Regions from separate parts of the Zea mays genome. Here region 1 is linked to region 2. Evidence: chromatin contacts called from public Hi-C data. All regions are on one chromosome and are shown on one strand. Each heading gives the region's core, a stretch centred on a gene start, on an enhancer-like site or on the middle of the called end of the contact. The rest is flanking DNA. Distances are from core to core; before and after follow the strand shown. Region 1 holds the start of LOC103651104 (protein MICRORCHIDIA 6). Region 2 holds the start of LOC100194242.

Region 1 (3,994 bases), core at 1,343-3,842, 310 kb after region 2:
GGCCCCGGGCCAGACCGGCCCGGGCGGTCAATTTAGCCATCTCTATTTGTGCTAAAGTACTAGAGTTGTTCGGTTTGAGGAATCAAACTATCCAACATGAGGTAGTACATCATGAGTCTATCATCTTGCACTCGTGTTAATACTAATACTAACTAATTATAAGGAACGAGATGGTGATAAATCAACTCATTTCATTGCACAAACTAAACTTTTTAAAAAGTAAGGAGTGAAAAGTGAAAAAAATGTCTTACTTATTACTCAAACCAAACACCCTAAACACTCTGTCCTGTCCTCTTCTCCTCAGAAAAATCCTTACGTGTACCCGCGTTTGTTGTTCCCACGTCCGGCCTGGGAAGCCCAACATCGAGTCCTGTTTGGATGAGAGGTTCACTTTCAGAGAGAAAAAACTACAGTATACAACACCGTCGCATATCACCTCGTGTGCCCTGAACACGTAGTATCCGGCCGCCGAGCGTCGTCACGTACAGACAGACTCCATGCGGCTGCCGAGCGCGAGTAGTCTGCATCTGTGGCTGCAGAACAGAACCGAGTAGTCTGCGTCGGCAGCGGCAGGGTCGTCGTGGTGTAAGTGTAACACGACTAAAACACAATCAGTAGACTCCATCAGACCGAACGTCTGAATGCACGATCAATATATCCCATCTGACCGAATGCAGGTAACCGAACGTTACCTACGGACAGCATATGAAACAACGTATTTAACCGAACCATTATCTACGGACAGTAGTGGAACGTCTAAAACTCTAAATACACATCGATAAACTCCATCTGACCTAACGTAGGTAAGCTGAATCGGTAGGATCATGATGTGATATATCATGACAGTGTAACACGTTTCAACTCTGCCGAGACTGGAGACACACACTTGAGATTGACACACTTTGATTAAAGCCTAACTCTAACTCTAATTCGTAGAGACAAAAATAGTGTAGTAGTAGTAAAAGTCGATACAGATTTCGAATTAAAGCCTTTATAGAAACAAAAATAATGTAGAAGTAGTAAAAACAATATGGATTAAAGACAAGGCTCACCAAGATGATCAACGGAGTATGTTCGAACTTATCAAGATAGAGATGTTTTTTTGGATATTGTAAACAAACAAGAATTGACTGGGCTGTCAGGAATCAGGATAGAGATGTTTTTTTGGATATTGTAAAAAAACAAGAACTGGAATACAAAACCAAGAATTGGAAAGGAATAGGATAATGTTTTGAGAACTCTTGAAGATGCTTTAATCTGAGAATCATCACACACACACAAAGATGTCCGAAAAAGTATATGAACAACTACAAGATGAAACCATTATTAAACGGCGAAAACAACAAATGAGACTTCGGGGTTCAGTTCATTGCACTACCTCCACAGCTACACTACTCTGCTTCCCTCAAGCGGAGTTCTCATTCGACCGCGTGCACGAGATCATCGAAGAATCACGTGCGTTTTACATCACACGAGGAAATGCTGCAGGTACCGGAGCCCCTCGTCGGCGCACACGTACCGACACTCGCACATCACTCCGAGCCTCACCTTCCCGACGGCCTTCTCCTCCCCAGCCAGCTCTACCACCACCTCCGCGTCCAGCTTGGCGCCGCCGCAGCCGGGCGCGGGCAGCCTCGCCGAGACCCCCGCCTCACCTCTGCCGCCGAAGGCGACGGCTCCTGCCGCCCTTGCCGCCGGCACCTTGGCGTCCATCATCAGGACCGCCGCGGGTTCCTCGCCGCGGCGCGCCGCCGTCCGCACCGCCGTCCACCTGACGCGCCACTCCCCTGGCCCGATCGCCCCGTTCCGACCGCTCAGGTCGACCCCGAACAGGAACAGCCCCGCGGAATTCTCGACGTGGGCGGCCTTGTCCGCGGCTACCAGGAAGGACAGCGTGCTGTCGCCGCCGGCCGTGACGACGTCGACGGCGAACGAGACGTCCGCGAGGGCGAGGCGCGGGGCCGGGAGCGCGCGGCAGCGGACGGACGCGGAGCGGAACAGCTTGAACAGGCGTCGGTGGGGTGGGGAGGAGCACCGCCGGTCGCTGTCGGTGTCGGGGAGGAGGCCCAGCGCGGAGGGGAAGTGCTGCGCGCAGAGCCGCGCCCAGAGGTCGTCCGCGGCGAAGGCGGTGTGCCACGAGGTGGACACGCAGGACGCCGCCGCGAGGGATGCGGCGTCGAGGAACGGCGCGACGAGGTGGAGCGCCTCCCACGGGGGTGGCGACGGCGGCGTGGGCCGCCGCGGCATTGCTCTCGCCTCGCTCTCGTCGTCCATCTCGGAACAGGCTGAGCTCGTATTCGTATTCGAAGTAGCTCGGTGTCCTTGCGGTCTCGCCTTTACGTGATTGATCCGTGCGCGTCACTGGTCACTGCGTTTATTTATCAGCGAGCGGCCGAGACCGTGCGGACGTCGAAGTACGGCAAGGGATGCGGGGAAGGAACGAGTTGCTGTGGGAGAAGATTGGACGGGGCGCAGGGCGGGGTGTGAGCGCGGGTGGAGCACACGTGGTCGGGCACGATCACGGTGGCTCGGCATGCGCTAGGCGCGTGGCGCGCGAAGAGATGCCTTCGAACGGAGCGCGCCGGGAGTCGGCAACCAGGACAGGCGGGAGCGCTGAACCGTGGCGGTGACCGGCCGCCGGTGGCTGGGCCCAGCGTTAGCATTGGGTCGGGACGGTAGGGCCGCATGTGGGCCGCCCAGCCGATAAGGCCACACTGCTGCAGCAGAGAGGCCCGTTTGGTCCTTTTCTTCCGGATTTTATTTATTTATAGATTCATCTCCAAGCAGAGGTTTGGATTCTGCTTATCCCCTCAGATTCTTGAACAGATCTGGAGTTAGTTCCTACCACGAAAATATCTAGGGCGGTTTCCTATCCTATAAATATGCAACTTGGATTCTATGGTGCCCACCGTCAGAGGAGCACATGTTTGCGGTGCTAGGGTTTTGTTTTGTCATCTGCCACAAGCGATTGACATATCGGAGGATTGGTCATATAAAAATCCCTTAAAAGCCTTGGGGTTGGTTGATGTGATCCATATCAAAAGTAGGATCTGCAGTTGGAAGGCAAGAAGAAAAACGATCTGTTCATACCAAGACCATTCAAAGTCTTGGAGCCTTTTCTTTTATACGATTTATCTACAGCACTGCAGTTGAAAGGCAACTAGGGAAAAAAAGATTGAACTGCATTCTAGAGGTAATATTTTTTCCTTTTTCTTTTAGAGTGTATGAAGAACAGGCTCGATGCAGCGTCCTGACTCCCCTTTCAGTTTCCTTTGTCTTTTAGAGCGTGTTTGCTGTTATTTTCTCTTGTTCTTGAAAGATATGGTTTACCTGTGCCTTCTTCATATTTGTTTTTCTTTGTCCTCTTATTGCTCGTGTATTGCTACGATTTCTATATACGGTTTTTGGTAAGTATAAAGAAGAAGAAGAATGAGATATAAAGGAGATAATCTTTTTAATAAGACTATAAAGAAGGCATATAGAGGATATGATTGAAGATAGTCTAGTCCATTCGTCATCTGAGCTAATTGATAAATTATGATCTAATTATTCATGAAAGATGGCATCTAAATCTAAAGTAAATAATAATAATTGTCGGACTTTTGGCTTGTTTCTCTCCTCGAACTGCAGCACATAAGGGTGACAATGAGCTCTAAATTTTATACTATAAAATTCAAGGATCGGACCCTATTTCCATTCATTTTGAACTAGAATTTATTTAGGGCCCTACCATTTTGTGAATAACCATTTGGATCGCGATCCATTACCACCCCTAGCAGCACACTGCCATTTTTTCATCCTATCGTGAGGTATTGTCATCATGAGGTACTGTCGAGCTACAACTCGATCGTGCATAATATGTCTTATGCACGATGCACGATCGAGCTGCACCAAGAAGGGGAGGACAAACACATTCTCAGATTTGCAACTGATGGCAAACACTAAGCTAAAGCTACTTATGAAAGCATTTTCATTAGATTAGTCCAGTTTGAAC
Region 2 (3,875 bases), core at 549-3,048:
CACTGAGATGTTGTCCATAGTGCGGTAGTGCAGAGGCTCATCGTCGTGGTAGGCGTCGATGCAACCCTCATCATTGGATAGTGGAGTGGCAAACAACGTGTGATGTTCATCGCGGACCAAAGTTGTTGACGTCGACCCCGAAGGTGTGGGCGTCGGTGCAGGACAATGAGGCGTGGCTGACGGTGTTGGTGGACAAACCAGGTGCTAGGGTAGGTGAGCCCGGTGAAGAAGAGTTACTCCCTCGAAGTGGATGTAGTCAACAACGAAGTCACTGATCATCGAAGTCAAGTTGTTGTCCACCATCATGACCCATACCCAGCCTCACCCTTTGTCGAACGCAATGTTGCACGTGATGTGCACGCGCTATGTCACAAGGTCGAAGATGCAGTAGGCCTTGACGCCGTCCACGTAGCCGATGAAGACTCTTAGCATACTCCGATCATCGAGCTTGTTGACATGGCTGAGCTCCCGATACATAGAAGTAAACTAAAATACTCAGGGGATCCAAAGATTCCTTTTGTAAACGGTCGATTTAAAGTGAATACATTTTTTGCCCAAACTTCAATCAGACTTTGATTATCTCGAAAAGATTGACCGTTAGTTCTTGAAATTCCTACTAAAAATATTTCAGTTCATTCAATGGATCTTTTTTATTGATACTGGCTTTTCAGGGAATCCAGATATCGCCCTATATGTGCTTACTTGCAATTTGACTAAAATTCTAGCGATAGTTATGAGGCTCCTACTCCTATGTTGGCACAAAACAGAAAGTGGATGTACCAGTTAATCGACTACTAGGGATGGTAAGGGCTCTAGATTTTACACTATAAAATTGAAGGATCGAATCGGGTTAGGATCGGGCTTTATTCCTACTCATTTTTTAACTAAAATTGATTAAGGGCCCTAACTTATTGTGAAGAAACGTTTGGATCGTGATCCATTACCACCCCTATTGACTACTGATCCTATGCGAATCAACTGGAATTTACTGGAAGCTAAATAGAAATAGGTTTTTTTGTAGCACTAGATTAAATTCAGCATCTGGCAAACCGCGGCTTTCGGTGTTCCTCTAACAATCGTATATAAAAAAACAAAAAAAAGGGAAAGAGGAAAGCAGACGGGCAACACGTCCTTGCGGGTTGGGCGGCGTGTGCTCAATCTCAGAAACAAACATTTCTCCTACCGCAATAGAAAGGGCGAGACGGCCTAATAAGATCCCAGAACTCAGTGCAAATCAAAGCTTACACACATTTCTTGAGGGTTTCCCTCTACTCCAGAAGAGCGGAGAAAGCAACTACTACAATGATACGGGAACGGCCATGAATGGATCTACAGACCGCACGTCCACCCATAACCCAATTCCACAACGACCCAATCCAATCGCTAGCATTTGGACAGTGAAGGGCGATCGATCGACCCAGGGCACGCATCAATCCACCGATAAAGAAAAGGGGCGGGAGCGCATCGGGGGGTAGGTCATTGAGTACCTGCTGCCAGGAGCGCCGTCGGGAAGAATAGAAGATGGGGTTGCGGGTGACGGGGTGAGTGACGAGGGGCGTGACACACCAGTACACCACAGGGCAGTGCGCCCGATCGGGCGCGGGCAGCGAGTAGTGAGTGATACGGCTGCTAGTCTAGTAGTCTCCTTCTCATCTCATATAATCCCACAGTATTGTTGCTGCTAACCCGGAGTGGCGCCGCTCGGCGTGTGTACTCAGCACTGCACGCTCACGGGCCCGCCGCCCGCGCGCCGTTGGGTTGTGGCGTGCTCGAAGCTTCGAGAGTTCGAGGCGGGCGTGGCACCTCCCGCACCGCACGGCCGGGCTGGGTCTCTTCATTTTAACCTTAAATTAGGCCTTGCTCGGTTTTATTAAAATTTATATGAATTAAAGGTTTATTAGACCTTCTTTGATTATTTCTGCATCACACGGACTGAAGGAATTGAAAACGTTAGTAGGGATTTTGACTTACTATATATTTAAACTCACTCAATCACACTTGTTGAACACCAAAATGAGCGGACGGTCCGGCCCATGGGCCCGGACGGTCCGCGTGTCCCGAGATTAGATTAACTCGGATGTTTATCCTTATCTCGTGTGTGGTTATCCATCTAATCACGTGTGAGTTTGTTGGCTATCTTTTAGGAAAAGGTTCAGACCTCCTCCCCTATAAATATAAAGGGGTACGGCCGATTGAGAACCCCCGAACACATTCCAATCGAACCAATTACCTTACTTACTTTTCCTGCCCTAGGAGTAGATGTAGCATAGTTCTAGTTGTAGACTTCCGCATATCCACCTCCACCCCTAGTCGACTCTACGTCGTCTAGATCTGTCTTGGGTGGCCTGCCGATCCCAAGACGACCCTAGGATCTCACCCCTCCTGGGGGGCAAGGTCTAGTTTTCCATCCAAGACCTCTTCCTCGATTTGATCTCTTAATTCCTAGGCGACTCCACGTCGTCTGGGGACGCCCCGGGTGACCTGTCGACCCGGAGCACTTTAAGATCTTTTCCCCCTAGGGGACGAGATCTAGATTCCAGCAAGGAGGAGGAAGACGACCCTGTCACCAGGTCGCGGACCATCCTGCCCAGAGCTGCGGACCGTCCGGTGTGACGCAGGGAAGACACCGCTCCTGCGCCCAGGTCACGGACCGTCCGGCCCAAGGCCGCGGACCGTCCGCGCCGTCGCAGAAGGCACTACCAGGCGATCCGGCGACCTATCGCAGGCCGCCACTACTGTTCATCTTGCGGAGCCGAACCCAAGGTGCCAAGTACCGCCAAGCGGTTCATTATTGTGTTTGGTGACCAAAAAGGCACCAACATACTTTTGGCGACTCCGCTGGGGAACGAGGTTGAAGATCTACAAAATCAGGCTTATATGGCCGATTCTAAAGATCTCAACAGGGCTTCTCCAAACAGCAGCACAAGGCTGACTAATTTATCGGCCGCTGAGCATAAAAGATTAAAAGATGACATGAAGAAAATAGATGAGGAGGTCCAACGACAAAAAGATCAGGTGCTCAAGGTGGCGGATAAATGGTTCCTCTCGCACTTCAGGGTGGATTGCCACCAGAAGACCGTCCAAGAAAGGGAAATAGACGCCGATTACATGTCATCCGTGCTGCAACAGCTCCCCACAATAGGTGATGTCAAGTCAGTCGATGATATTCCATCTATTAAAATTTCTTTTGATAATCGGATTAAAAGTATCACAGAGGATATAGAAAGGATGGCGCACGCATTAGGAAAAACTCACATGCCTAGTTTTTTATCACATAAATTAGGCGCCAAAACAATTGCGCCAAATATATCGGCAACAAAAGGGTTTTCCCAGCCATACTCTGGTATGCCGATGGACTCATATCCAGGACGACCGTCACCACCATCTTCGCTAAATGGTGAGTCAACTCTGAGCGCGGCCGGACCGTCCGCACACAATATCGGACCGTCCGGCCCTCCGTCAGACCGTCCGGCACCCTACGCCGGACAGTCCGGAGTTACACAGAGCCTACCACAAGGGTCACATGTGTTTCCTGACGTGACCGGATAGTCCGAGAATAGTACCGGACCGTCCGATCCATCCACAGACCGTCCGACTGCGCAGGTCGGACCGTCCGGAGCACCAGAAGTCACCTGTGATCCGCCTAGTGCGGAAGGCCGGCGTAAATATAACCGGCCACCCAAGCCCCAAGAACAAAAAAAGTCACACGTCCCTGAGCTTGTTTGGCCCACTAAGGCCAAACCTTCTGTTCGCTCTCACCCGCACTCGACACAAAAGGAAAAGGTTAAGTTCACATTTAATATTACTAAATGTGATAAAATATTTGATGAGTTGCTTAAACATGGTAATATTAAATTGTCACATGTAATTCCTCC

What was found. Hi-C and Micro-C count contacts between places; a contact is called where the count stands out from the background.
Region 1: a contact with region 2 is called in a Hi-C map of tassel, with 2.7 times the contacts expected there. The contact joins the promoter of LOC103651104 here to the promoter of LOC100194242 in region 2. A contact is called at or near these places in 2 of 25 Hi-C or Micro-C datasets (leaf and tassel).

The regions. Positions count from the first base shown.
Region 1 is chr3:193,289,430-193,293,423 of Zm-B73-REFERENCE-NAM-5.0, forward strand. LOC103651104 (protein MICRORCHIDIA 6) reads left to right here and starts at 2,593. Exons shown (of 18, transcript XM_008676707.4): 1 at 2,593-3,193. LOC100279082 reads right to left here and starts at 2,353. Exons shown (of 1, transcript NM_001152132.2): 1 at 1,236-2,353. The coding sequence starts at 2,274. The coding sequence ends at 1,468.
Region 2 is chr3:192,980,459-192,984,333 of Zm-B73-REFERENCE-NAM-5.0, forward strand. It overlaps LOC100194242, which reads right to left and starts at 1,799. Exons shown (of 2, transcript NM_001139283.1): 1 at 1,488-1,799.